Linked DNA regions of Arachis hypogaea: region 2 is linked to region 1. A link is a contact called in public Hi-C data. All regions are on one chromosome and are shown on one strand. Each heading gives the region's core, a stretch centred on a gene start, on an enhancer-like site or on the middle of the called end of the contact. The rest is flanking DNA. Distances are from core to core; before and after follow the strand shown.

Region 1 (5,814 bases), core at 1,502-4,001:
TGATTAGGCTATGTATATATGTAATTATATTCTCTACCCTGTATAACTTGTATTTTGTCCCTCTTAGAGGTTGACTTGGAGAAACAGGTATTTTTGTCTTGTCTTTTGGGATGACTGTGGGTTATATATAGATACAGATATCAAATTCCTATGTGTTTTTAGCCTTCTTTTCTATTTTGTTTATCCATTTTATGCTTACGTAGACTTGAGTGATGCGATCTTTTGTTATGTTTTTGCTTAGCTTCTTTTTCATGGATCCTATTTACCATTTCTTTCAATTATATTTACATACGTATTTTTGTTTTAGGGGTCGTAATACCTTGCCACCTCTGTGTGATATGGTGTTAGAAATCTTAAAGCCCAGGGTACCTTTCCAAGATTTAGTTTTTTTTTTTCCATAAAGTGAAGGATTTCTGAGCAATAATAACGTTATTTGGTGCACCTCTTCCAGGAATAAACCCCCTGTAAAAGGCCAATGATCTCTGTAAGGAAAGGACACAGCCTATTTACAAGAACTTTAGTGATAATTTTATATGACATGTTGCATAGACTTATGGGTCTAAAATCTTTCAAAAAAGTTGGACAATCTACTTTAGGAATTAAGACAATAAAGGTTTCCATGATGTTAGGATTCAGCATTTCTCCCGAGAAGGATCTTTGAACCACCTTCCAGACATTGGTACCAAGAATCTCTAGTAGTCCTTAAAGAAGAAGGCTTGAAATCCCATCAGGGCAAGGTGCCTTGAAAGGGCTCATATTGAAGATAGCAGATTTAACCTCAGTAAACAATACAGGAGTTATAAGTCTATCACACGCTTCATTGCTAAGATTAGGCAAGAGATAATCCCCCATACAATCAACTTCCATTTCTTCTGTCAAGCATAAATGATTCTTGTAAAAAGAAAGAGCTTCTTTTTGAAGGATATCAAGATCAGTTGACCAAGAGTCATCACCAACAAAGAAGCCATAAATTTTATTATGACTTTTGCACATCAGAAATTGCATATGGAAGAACTTTGTATTACGATCTCTATACTTCACCAATTGCTCGCACGATTTTTGATACCCTAAGTGTTCCTCCTAGAGTAAGGTTTGGTTAAGATCTTCATTGAGCTCTCTTTCTTTATCCCTTAGTAACAAGTCATCAGAGGTCTCTAACTAACTTTAAATGTCATTAATTTGATTTTTTAAATTCCTCTTTCTAACAAAAGTATTGCCAAAGATCTTGGTGTTAAACTCCAACGAGTCCTTCTAGACATCTCTAAAGAATTTTGAGTTCCAGACTTTTGGATAACCATCTAGTATTCGGGATGAGTAGACCACGCAGCTTGCAATCTAAATGGGCGGGCATCTCTTGGTTTAGGATTACCAAAGAAACGCACCAAAATAAGACAATGGTTTGAGTTCAATTTACTAAGCACCTCCAAATTAGTCTCAGGAAAAAGGAACAAACAAGCTTCATTAATTAAAACACGATCCAATTTCTTAGCAACATCTCAAAAATTCTAAATCCAATGGTACCAAGTGAATCTTCTATCATTTGAAGGAATGTCAAAGATACCACCAATATCCAACACATCAGCAAAATGAGAAGCTTTCTGCACAGAGAAAAAACCACTATTGCTTTCGATTGGAGACAACATTTCATTGAAGTCACAAAGAAGAAGTGATGCGTGCGCATCCTTTTTTTCTTTTCTTAGTGAATTTGAATTTGTTGAATTAAATTATGATTTAGGTGTTTTAAGCCACCATAAATACTACTTTAAGTTATTTTTTCAATTTGATTAATTTCAGGTAGCATTCGGATAAATTTGGCAGAGTTCAGAAAGAAAAAAGGAATCAATTTCATGCAACAAAGTGATGTCAAATTTCATCTAGCTCAAGTTTGGCACCAGTATCACTATAAAGCTCCAATTTGTTGCGACCATGGTGGCGCTAAATGTCACATCCCGGTGTTTGGCGCCAGGAACGTTGGAATGCGTGCGTCCTCATATGAACATGGTGCCAAACTTCACTTAGCTCAAGTTTGGCGCCAGTGTGCTGAAAGAGAAAAGCTTCCACGTGAATTACATCAAATCTTTAGGCTTTAATTCAATTTTTTTTTTGTGTTTTGAATTAAGAAAAGATATTTTTAGGTTTTAGAAATTTTATTTTACATTAATAAGGATTAGATATAAAAGGAGAAAATATCTTAGCCTAGGGTCCTTTCTTCTTCTCTCTTCCGTACTTTACACTTTTTTCAACTAGAATTCTTTTGCATCATGAACAACTAAATCTCCATTGTTAAGGTTAAGAGCTTTGTAAACAAGTAAATAGAACTATACGAATTTAAACTATAAAAATTAAATCCTAAATTCCATTATGCTTGAAATTTTAAGGAGCTTTATTTTTATTTTGGGCTAACAGGGAGGTTTATAAGGTAGGGTCCACTGATGTTGGGTTGGATCCGTATATCATTTGGGTCAATAGTCGAAGCTTATTTCCTGTGGTCTGGGCCTTCATTCTTGGACCTGGATACCTTCATGATTTCATCCATGGAAGAAGTTCTACGAATCATGGATTTTCATAATGGGCCAAACTTCACGGCTTTATTTTCTTTTCTCTTCTTTTGTTTTCTTTTTCATGTTGCTGAGTAGATTTCATCATTAATCATTTAATTTTCATGATATCATAGGCTAAATTTGCGTCTCAGTGAGGAGTGAGGACCGAGGAGATAAAACGAGGCATCAACGCATGCCTAAAGTAGCTTCTCACATTCTTGTGACTTGTGAGTAGTGATACCAAAACAAGTAACAAAGATTCTTTCTCAAACTCACACAGAGACAGGCGCCACGAGCCACTAAGCACAACACCCTTAAATCATCACTGCCACAGTTAATCAAAGACTTTTGAGTCTTCTCTCTCTCTCTCTCTCTCTCTCTCTCTAGACCCTGGAGTCATGCTTGGGACCCAAACCTCTGCATGCTTTCTTCTTTGTGGAAAGCAACCATCATTGGACTTGGTGCTCTATTTTCCATTAACATCCCCACTTATTCATTAGACGTCTTTGCCTTAAAACACTTATCTCCATTGCTTCTTTGCTCTTTTCGGTAGCTGCATATAGTGTTGAATGGGATCCTTCATCTCGTTCTTGATTTTCACCTTGTGTTGCTCCTCGTCCTTCTCATTGGTGCATAGCTTCGACAACACTGCGAGCGACTCACTCAATTCATTAGTCCAAGATTTCGCTTTACGATCATTCATCAAACACAGGCACCGCCATCAAACCGGTGCCGTCTACGATGCTCTTCTTCCTCGGAACCTTTCTGGCATGAATGCATCGGTGGTTCGCCTTCGAAGCCGGAGGCTCTGGAGCAAAGGTGCGAACTTCGGTTACTTTAGGATCCCACCAAAAACAGCGTCCATTCCCCATGTGAAGAGGTTGGCCATTGTGTACCAAGACTTTGGCAACTGGTCTTCCCGCTACTACAATTTGCCAGGCTATTCACTGATCTCTTCTGTTGTTGGATTCATGGTTTTCGATGCATCAAATGTAACGGACACAAATGTGAGGAACCTCATTCTCAACACAATGGGGAAACCCATATCTGTTATATTCCCCAATGTTACTTTCATGGGTGGCGTCATTTCAAGGGCAAGGTGTGTGGCCTTCCTCTCCAATGGAACATTCCATCTTACCGAGATGGGCTCCCATGGCGTGTGTTACTCCAGAGAGCAGGGTCATTTCTCAATTGTTCTGCCTCTGGAGAAGAAGAACAGGCCATGGTATCTGTGGCTGATTGGCTTTGTGGTTGGGTTTTTCGGGTTGATTGCAGTGGTTTATGTAGGGGTTCTTTGTTTGAGACTTGTGAAGGCTAAAAGAATTCAGGACATGGAAAGACAGGCCAATGAAGATCTGGTTCTTGAAAGTAGATGGGTTGGCAACAGTAAAATGCCTTCTGCAGCTGTCACAAGAACTCAGCCAGTTCTTGAGAGTGGTGTTCAGTAGTTTTTGTTTTTGTTAGTATTGGTTCAATTACTTTACTGCTTTTCTCTTTGATAAACAGGGATCTTCTATTATTATAAGCAATGAAGAAAGCATTTGTACCTTCATCATAACATGAAATTCCGGTTTTCTTTTTATACTAAGATCATACTACCTTGTTATTACTCTCTTCACTGTCTGGCACTATACTTATTTTTCGCCATGATAAACATGTATTCGATCGTCAAGGAATCATCAATGCCTTTCCCCTTCACATGAACCAATTTTAATCTTATCAACCAGTCTCATCTCAAACAATATGTAAACTGTAAGTCATCAAATTTAATAAATTTAGAAAAGGAATGTAAAAACTCCAATTCAGATACTACCTAGCAGAAGAAACAGTCAGAAAAGCAGTCCTTGACACCTAAAAATTGCCCAAAGAAAAAGTAGCTGAAATTTTTTTTGAAAAGAATCAATCTTGCCCAAGCATGTGATTTTGGGCAGAAGAAAGCTGAATTTAGACGAGGAGAGGAGCATGTGCACAAGCAGCTCAATTTTTCTATGGAAGCGAATCGAAATAGTCCGAGAATGCAACAATTTTGTGTGTTTATTGGTACATTGTGGGTCCCAACTCCCAAATATGTATATAATTATGGGGAATACTCCCACAAAGATGCTCTAAACATCTTTTTTAAAAGTCGTTGACATGTCAAAATGTAATTGGTAGTATTTCTTAGAACCAGATGAATTTGGATGGTTTACATAATTCAGTCTGAATTTATAATTCAGATCAGATTTATATAAATCGTCAGATTTTTATTTTTCTTTTTTCTTCAAAACACGATGTCGTTTATCATTTCTTTCTGAGCTCTCTCCTTCTCCTCCCTCAGTGTCACTGTCATTGAAGCTCTCTGTCATCTCTCTCACTGTGGCTTACTGTTCTCGCCTCCGGTCTCTCTCATTATCTCCCGTGTCGCATTCAAGCTTCTCGTCGTTCTCTCGGTTCCAGTCTCTCTCACCGTCTCCAGTCTCGCACTCAGTTGCTCGGCTTTCTTGCTCTCGTCGGCGGCGGCAGAAGCAACAGGTCCTGTTGCCGATCGTCGGACTTGTCACTATCATCTTCTTGGTTCGACTCTCGGCGTTAGCTTCCTCCTCGCCGTTAGCTTCCTCTTCGCCGTCAACCTCCTTTGCGCAACCAGAAGCTGGTCCCACCCAACCTAGAAGATCTGCATTGATCTCCTTCTTCCTCGAGCCAGAGGCGCTGGTTGCGTGGTTCCGTTGATCGGTTCTTCTCCCTTATCGCAGATGCTATCCATCTTCTACTCTCTTGCAACTCCCCGTGCCCCAAATAGTCGTCTTAGGTCCCATTTCTTCTTTCCATATCGCCACTTCTCCTTCTCTTGCTTAGTTTAGTTCATCTTCTTCCCACGGTTCTGTCCTTGTTGGTGCTCCGGCGACGCAGCGATTTAGATGAGGGACCCGACGATGTGATGAGAGAACTCCGTTTTCCAATATGCGACTTGTCTCCTCACCGTTTTCCACCCAGCTTCTGTCTCCATTAGCCTGCTTACTCGCCTTTGCCTGGATCTTCGCTGGCGGTGATGTTGTTTTGTCCGAGATCCATCGTTATTTTTGAAGTCTGGTTAACACTCAGTTTCTCAGCGGCATCATAATTCCAATTGTGTAATGTTTTTTTTGTTAGATGTAATGGATTAATTTTAGCTCACTCGATTTTTTTTAAGCATAAACGGTTCGAGCCCAATTGTATTTGTCCAAAAAATTGTTTTCTATGAAAGTAAAAAAATCGCTTAAGGTTCACCAAAAAAAATCGCTTAAAATGAATTAAA
Region 2 (5,863 bases), core at 2,576-5,075, 130 kb before region 1:
CCGACCTACCTAAAAGAAGTTCAACAGTTAAATGAAAGGTTAACAGCCTTATCTAGATTCTTGGTAGGGTGGGCCTTGAAATCTCTAGCTCTATTTTCAATACTCAAGAAGGGATGTCAATCCGAGTGGACTCAAGAATATGAGCAAGCTTTTCAAGACTTTAAGAACTTCCTGAGTCAGCCACCCATCCTTACCCAACCTAAAAAAGGAGAGGAGCTCATACTATACCTGGCAGTTGTAAGCAAGGCCATAGCCTCCGCTCTCACTCGAGAAGACAAGAACGGACAACAACTAGTCTACTTTACCAGTAAAGTCCTACAAGGGGTAGAAGTAAACTATCAAAAAATAGAAAAGTTCGCTTATGCCCTCGTTCTCGCCTCTCAAATACTCCGACCTTATTTCCAAACCGATACCATAAAACTCCGAATTAGTCAACCTATAAAGCACATCCTCCAAAAGATGGATATCATGGGTTGGATGCTATAATGGACCCTGGAACTGTCCAAGTGCGACCTGAAATATGAAACTCATACAGCGATCAAATCACAATACCTGACCGACTTTTTGGCCGAGTATACAAGAGTCCAAGGAGATTCTATAGCCTGGCATCTGTATGTAGATGGATTATTAAACAAAGTCGGAAGTAGAGCAGAAATCATTGTTGAAAATGAAGAAGCAATTCGGATAGAACTTTCACCAAAATTTGAGTTTCCAGCCTCTAACAATCAAGTAGGGTATGAGGCCATGCTTGCTACTTGAGGCTAGCCAAAGAAGTCGGGACAGTAAAATTAATAGTCTTCAGTGACTCTCAACTAATAACTTCTCAAATAAATTGGACCTACCAGGCTAAAAATTCCAACATAAAGAAATACTTAAAAGAAACACTAGAACAATTAGCTCAATTCCAAGCAACAGAAGTCAGGCACATAACTCGAAAGTTAAATAGCCGTACCAATGCCCTCTCCAAATTGGCCAGCACCAAGCTAGGGGACAATAACTGAAGTCTAATCTTAGAAAAATGAATAATAATAAAAAATTCAAAAAATTTAAATATAAAATTATGAAGTAATTTTATAATCATGATATATTTTAAATGTATTAAATAAAAAAATGTGACAAATATAAACTTACTTGAAAGAGTTTTCGTTAATTGGTATGAGAAATTAAGAAATAAAGAGTAGTAGAGTCTTATGTAGCATATATAAATAGACCAAATAATGTAGTACTAAGAGTATTAACATGTATAAGTTGTAGAATCTCAATATTTGTAACTGAAACTTTTAATAATAATTATTATTATGATACTTTTAATGTACATTTATTATATTTAATTTTTAATTTATGTTTTAATTGAATAATAAGAGATATTTTTTAATTTTTTAAAAACTTTTTACTAAAAGATGATTAGTTAATTTTCAAGTTTTGCTAAGTAAACAGAATTGCTGAGATAGTATCATTAAAAGAGAAAATATGGCTTCAGCACAATACAAAAGAACTTAATATTATCTTTTATAATAAGAATAGATGGTTAGTTCTACCTAGGGGTGCACATGGGCCGGGTGAAGCCGGGTTTGATGTGACCCAGACCCGGCCCGAAATATACACCGGGTCTATTTATTAGACCCGAACCCGGCCCTAGACCCGATGAAACCAATACACTTTCGGGCCACAATTATATCGGGTGAAAACCGGACCGTTAACATTACATTACGTTGATACCTTCCTGTAAGCTAGCATGTAAAAAAATTTAAATTTCCAAGACTCCAACCATTAGTTAACATGGTAAAATTCACTTAGAAAAATATAACAAGAACTAACCCTTCTTTAAAATTAAAGCATAACCACAATCAATACTAATATTGTCTAATAATACCAAATATTTAAATCAATACAAATAACACAATCTTATGTATTAGTCTAAAGTCTTATGCATTCTAAACATAAAACATTAATTCATAGTCTTATAATGACTAATAATACAAAATATTAAGGTTTACAATACTTAAATTCCACATAAGAATAGTCATAATCTATCACTAATAATACAAAATATTAATTGTGTATGATGACCGGGCCACCGGACCAACTTCGGGTGACCCGAGATATGGCCCGGACCCGACCCAAAATAATGACCGGGTCTATTTTTGAGACCCGTACCCGACCCTAGACCCGATGAAATCACACCAAATTAGTCCCTAAAGTGTTCGGTGTCGGGCCGGGCCTTCGGACCGGGCCGGGTCTGTGCACCCCTAGTTCTACCAAAAAGAAAAGAGAAACAAAGAAAGAAAGAAATGGAGCAAATAAATAGGATAAAACAAATAGATAAAAGAAATGACATCTAAAATTATATGGATGTCCTGAAACCAAAAATGTTACATGCATGTCTTATTTGTGTTTCTATGTAAATCAAATCAAAAAAATTTGATTTAAAACTTCTCATAGTAAAACGAATAAGCAAGATTTGAATTAGTATGCAAAGAGGTAAATTGAGACATGCAACTTCAAATTAGTAGGACAAAACCTTAAAATGAGGTAGGTTCGTACTAAATCTAAACATGCACAGATGAATAAGTACCAACAAGCATTGAATTAGAGGCTTTTGGCATTATTAATAATTAAAGATTTCGGTTCGATCTTCCTGAACTACATATCACATCTCCAAACTTGGCCAATAGCTCATAGTTCTCACCTCAGAAACTGACGACAATAGTGAAACAAAACTTGCAAATCTTCGTCACTGTCTATCACAAAGGAGTCGTACTTCACACCATCTCGTACAACAGAAATTGAAATTTTATAAAATTACTTTTCCACCCGTTTCACACCATGCAGTCCCAGTTTTTAGATTATAGTATGTTAAAACTCAACAAAATTCGTTGAAGATTTGATAAACACACTCAACAGATCCTTATCTGTAAATTTTATTTCCTCTCACGTTTTTTCTTAATTATCTCTCTATAATGCACAAGAACTAGAAAACTATCATCACTAGCCATTACAAGTTCTACTCTAATGAACCAAAAACATTCTGATTATATTTATATAGATTGTATCTTGTAGTAAATTGAATTACTTAAATTCGATTCATATATTCTCTTCAATATACTAATAAATCGAATTTTTTATATTTGAATTACTTGGTGTCGTAATTCGATTTAGACGTCTCTAATAAATCAAGTTAGTATAATTCGATTTATCTTAATACATGTAAATCGAATTAGTGTATTTTGATTTACAGCAACATATAGTAAATTAAACTAAAGCATTTCAATTTACAATAACACATATTAAATCGAATCAACATATTTTGATTTACATAAAGTTATAGTAAATCAAATTAGGTGGTTTTGATTTACATATAAACATAACGAGGTATGCATGTAATATTTTTGGTTTCAGGATCTCCATATAATATTAAATGCCATTTCTTTTATCTATGTATTTTATCCCAAAAAATATACTAAAACTAATTATTCTGTCAGTTGCATTCTGACGTTGATATTTGTTATACTTTTCCCTTCAGATAGTAATTAAGTAACAACAACGTTACAATTAGGAAGCGGGATTAATCAAATACTTCAGAATATAAAGTAAATTAAATTTTGTGGTTCAACCTGTGGCGAAGTTGAATCTGGAAAGAACAGATTTCCAGGTGATCAAAGAAATTGCACAATCATCATAAATGAATAGAAGATCATATACTTCTCTATACAAAAATCAACAAATGATATATAAAAAAATTACGTTAATTTTTTATATTGTTACTTTATTATTAAAATATATAAATTTACTTAGATATTAAAAATGTTGTACTTGAATACATTAAAATTATGGTTAATTTGCCCATACAAAGAACGTGTGTTTTAGAGATTTGGTTCACACAACAATCCCTGTAGTGAGGTGATATATCAGAAATGAATCTGGTGAGAAAATTTTATATAAATCTATGCAGAAAACAAGACGATTGGTTGAAAAGAAAACAAGTTAAGTGGTCGTGTTTGATGTGTGGATGAACATATACACAACAATCTAGAAGTACAACACAGCCCAAGCTTCAATCTACATTCATTCCTTCATTCCCACAGCTACTAAACCTACAACCTCTTACCCTCACCTAACCTAGGCACCTCAACCAAACCAGCTTCGGCTTCGGCTTCGGCTTCGGGCTCCCAATACTGTTCCTTTGTTGCTTTAATAAAGATATAATTTTGAGTGCAGCGTTTTGATTTGCTTAGTTTGGCTTAGGAATTGGTTTTTATCAATGTTGAGCACCTCTACTCCTTCTTCTTACTCTGGGTTTTGTCGCTTCTTTCTTCCAATTAAGCCATCTCCCCGACCCCCCACCCTAAACCCCTTTCGGATCTTCGATTCTCGTCAACGCTCTCCAACCAACGTAAGCATTATCTCCAATCACCTCACTTATCTTTTTCTGTTGAAAATCGTTGCTTTCGATTGCATTTTTCTGTTAAAGAGGGGGTAAAAGGGGGGAAAGGGGGGGGGGGGGATTCCTTGTTTTGTCGAGGGTTTTGTGTTTTCTGAAGTAACCAGTGACATTCAATTATCCTAATGGGGCATTTTCAGATTTGAGCTCTTATTACTACTTGATGTTTATTTGTGGAGTTATTAGTGAAAGAGACGGCAAATAATTATGTGAATGTGCTTCTAGTGATTTGTTTGTGTGCTTTTGTTTTTCTTGCAGAAATTGAGTATTTCGTGCTTTAGGCAAGAACACCATTCTCCGGAAACACCCAAGCCTGAAGTTATAGAGCACTATCTCCCCGAGGAATTGGTGCAATCTGAATTCAATCACACTAGTGTCGCTAAAAGTGACCGGAAATCGAATCTCCAGAAGGTATCACTATGTCTCTACTTCGCTTTCATAACAGATAGTGTTCTATGTTGATCCATCTTGTATTGCTTCAAGCCTCGTGTTCCCAGAATCAGTGTTGTCAGAAACAATTGTCATATAAGTTGAAAATTTAAGAGTTCTCTTATCATATTGTGACATATAATTGTGGCAATATGTCAAAATTTACTGGGTATGAACTATGAAGCATTGAGACATTCTGCGTCCACTCAAAATGCACTTACAGAAGCCAATCATTGTCTGGAAATGTATGTATGACTATTTGGCTTACTCCTCTGGAGTGGTAATGATAGCTGATAAAGTGCGAATTTTGGCTCTCAAATCTAGAGGCTGAAATATGTTTGGTCCACGTTTTAGCTCCTCCTGTCTAGTAGGAGAAGTGATTCTCTGTGATTAGGTGGTTGCACTAGACGGTGCCGGTAAATGGAATAATTTGGTCGACATGATGACTATCTGATTGTATTATTTGTCCATTGGTGAAGTGATGGAAAGGGAAGATGGATGTGGTTGCCTTTGATTGTATGAATACAATAATGAAAAGCGGATTTGTATTCCTCGACTGAGATTATTTGATCTTTAATCTTATGCTCTCTTGATTTTAATCCACATGCATCATTTTGTATCTCAGTTGATACATGAAGTTAGATTTTCTTGCAAGAAACACTTGTCAATGCACTTGTTGTTTTTGGTTGTATTCTAATTGCAATTTATCATATGTCAATTCCCCTGCCGCCAAAACAGTTTAAGGAAAGGCTTTTGGTGCTGTTGTTATAGTTATTGTGTCAATCTGCTTACCGAAATGCTTGATTTTCCTTCAGACTGCGGAGTTAGTATTCAAGGTATTTGGCAGCCGATGGGTTGTACCATGGAGTGCACTGACGATATTGCAAGTAAGTGCTTCTCTAACTTTGAGAGCGAGAACTGATTAAATAAATTGTGATTTTGTGTATCAATTCCTTAAGGTTGAGAAATTTTTGGTGATATGATACTGGTATG

What was found. A called contact is a pair of places that touch in the nucleus more often than the background predicts.
Region 2: a contact with region 1 is called in a Hi-C map of leaf, with 2.6 times the contacts expected there. The contact joins the promoter of LOC112790826 here to the promoter of LOC112779270 in region 1. A contact is called at or near these places in 2 of 8 Hi-C or Micro-C datasets (both in leaf).

Annotation. Positions count from the first base shown.
Region 1 is chr3:102,442,601-102,448,414 of arahy.Tifrunner.gnm2.J5K5, reverse strand. LOC112779270 reads left to right here and starts at 2,751. Exons shown (of 1, transcript XM_025823523.3): 1 at 2,751-4,154. The coding sequence starts at 3,110. The coding sequence ends at 3,988.
Region 2 is chr3:102,572,440-102,578,302 of arahy.Tifrunner.gnm2.J5K5, reverse strand. LOC112790826 reads left to right here and starts at 3,825. Exons shown (of 4, transcript XM_025833406.3): 1 at 3,825-4,393; 2 at 4,700-4,852; 3 at 5,686-5,757. The coding sequence starts at 4,262.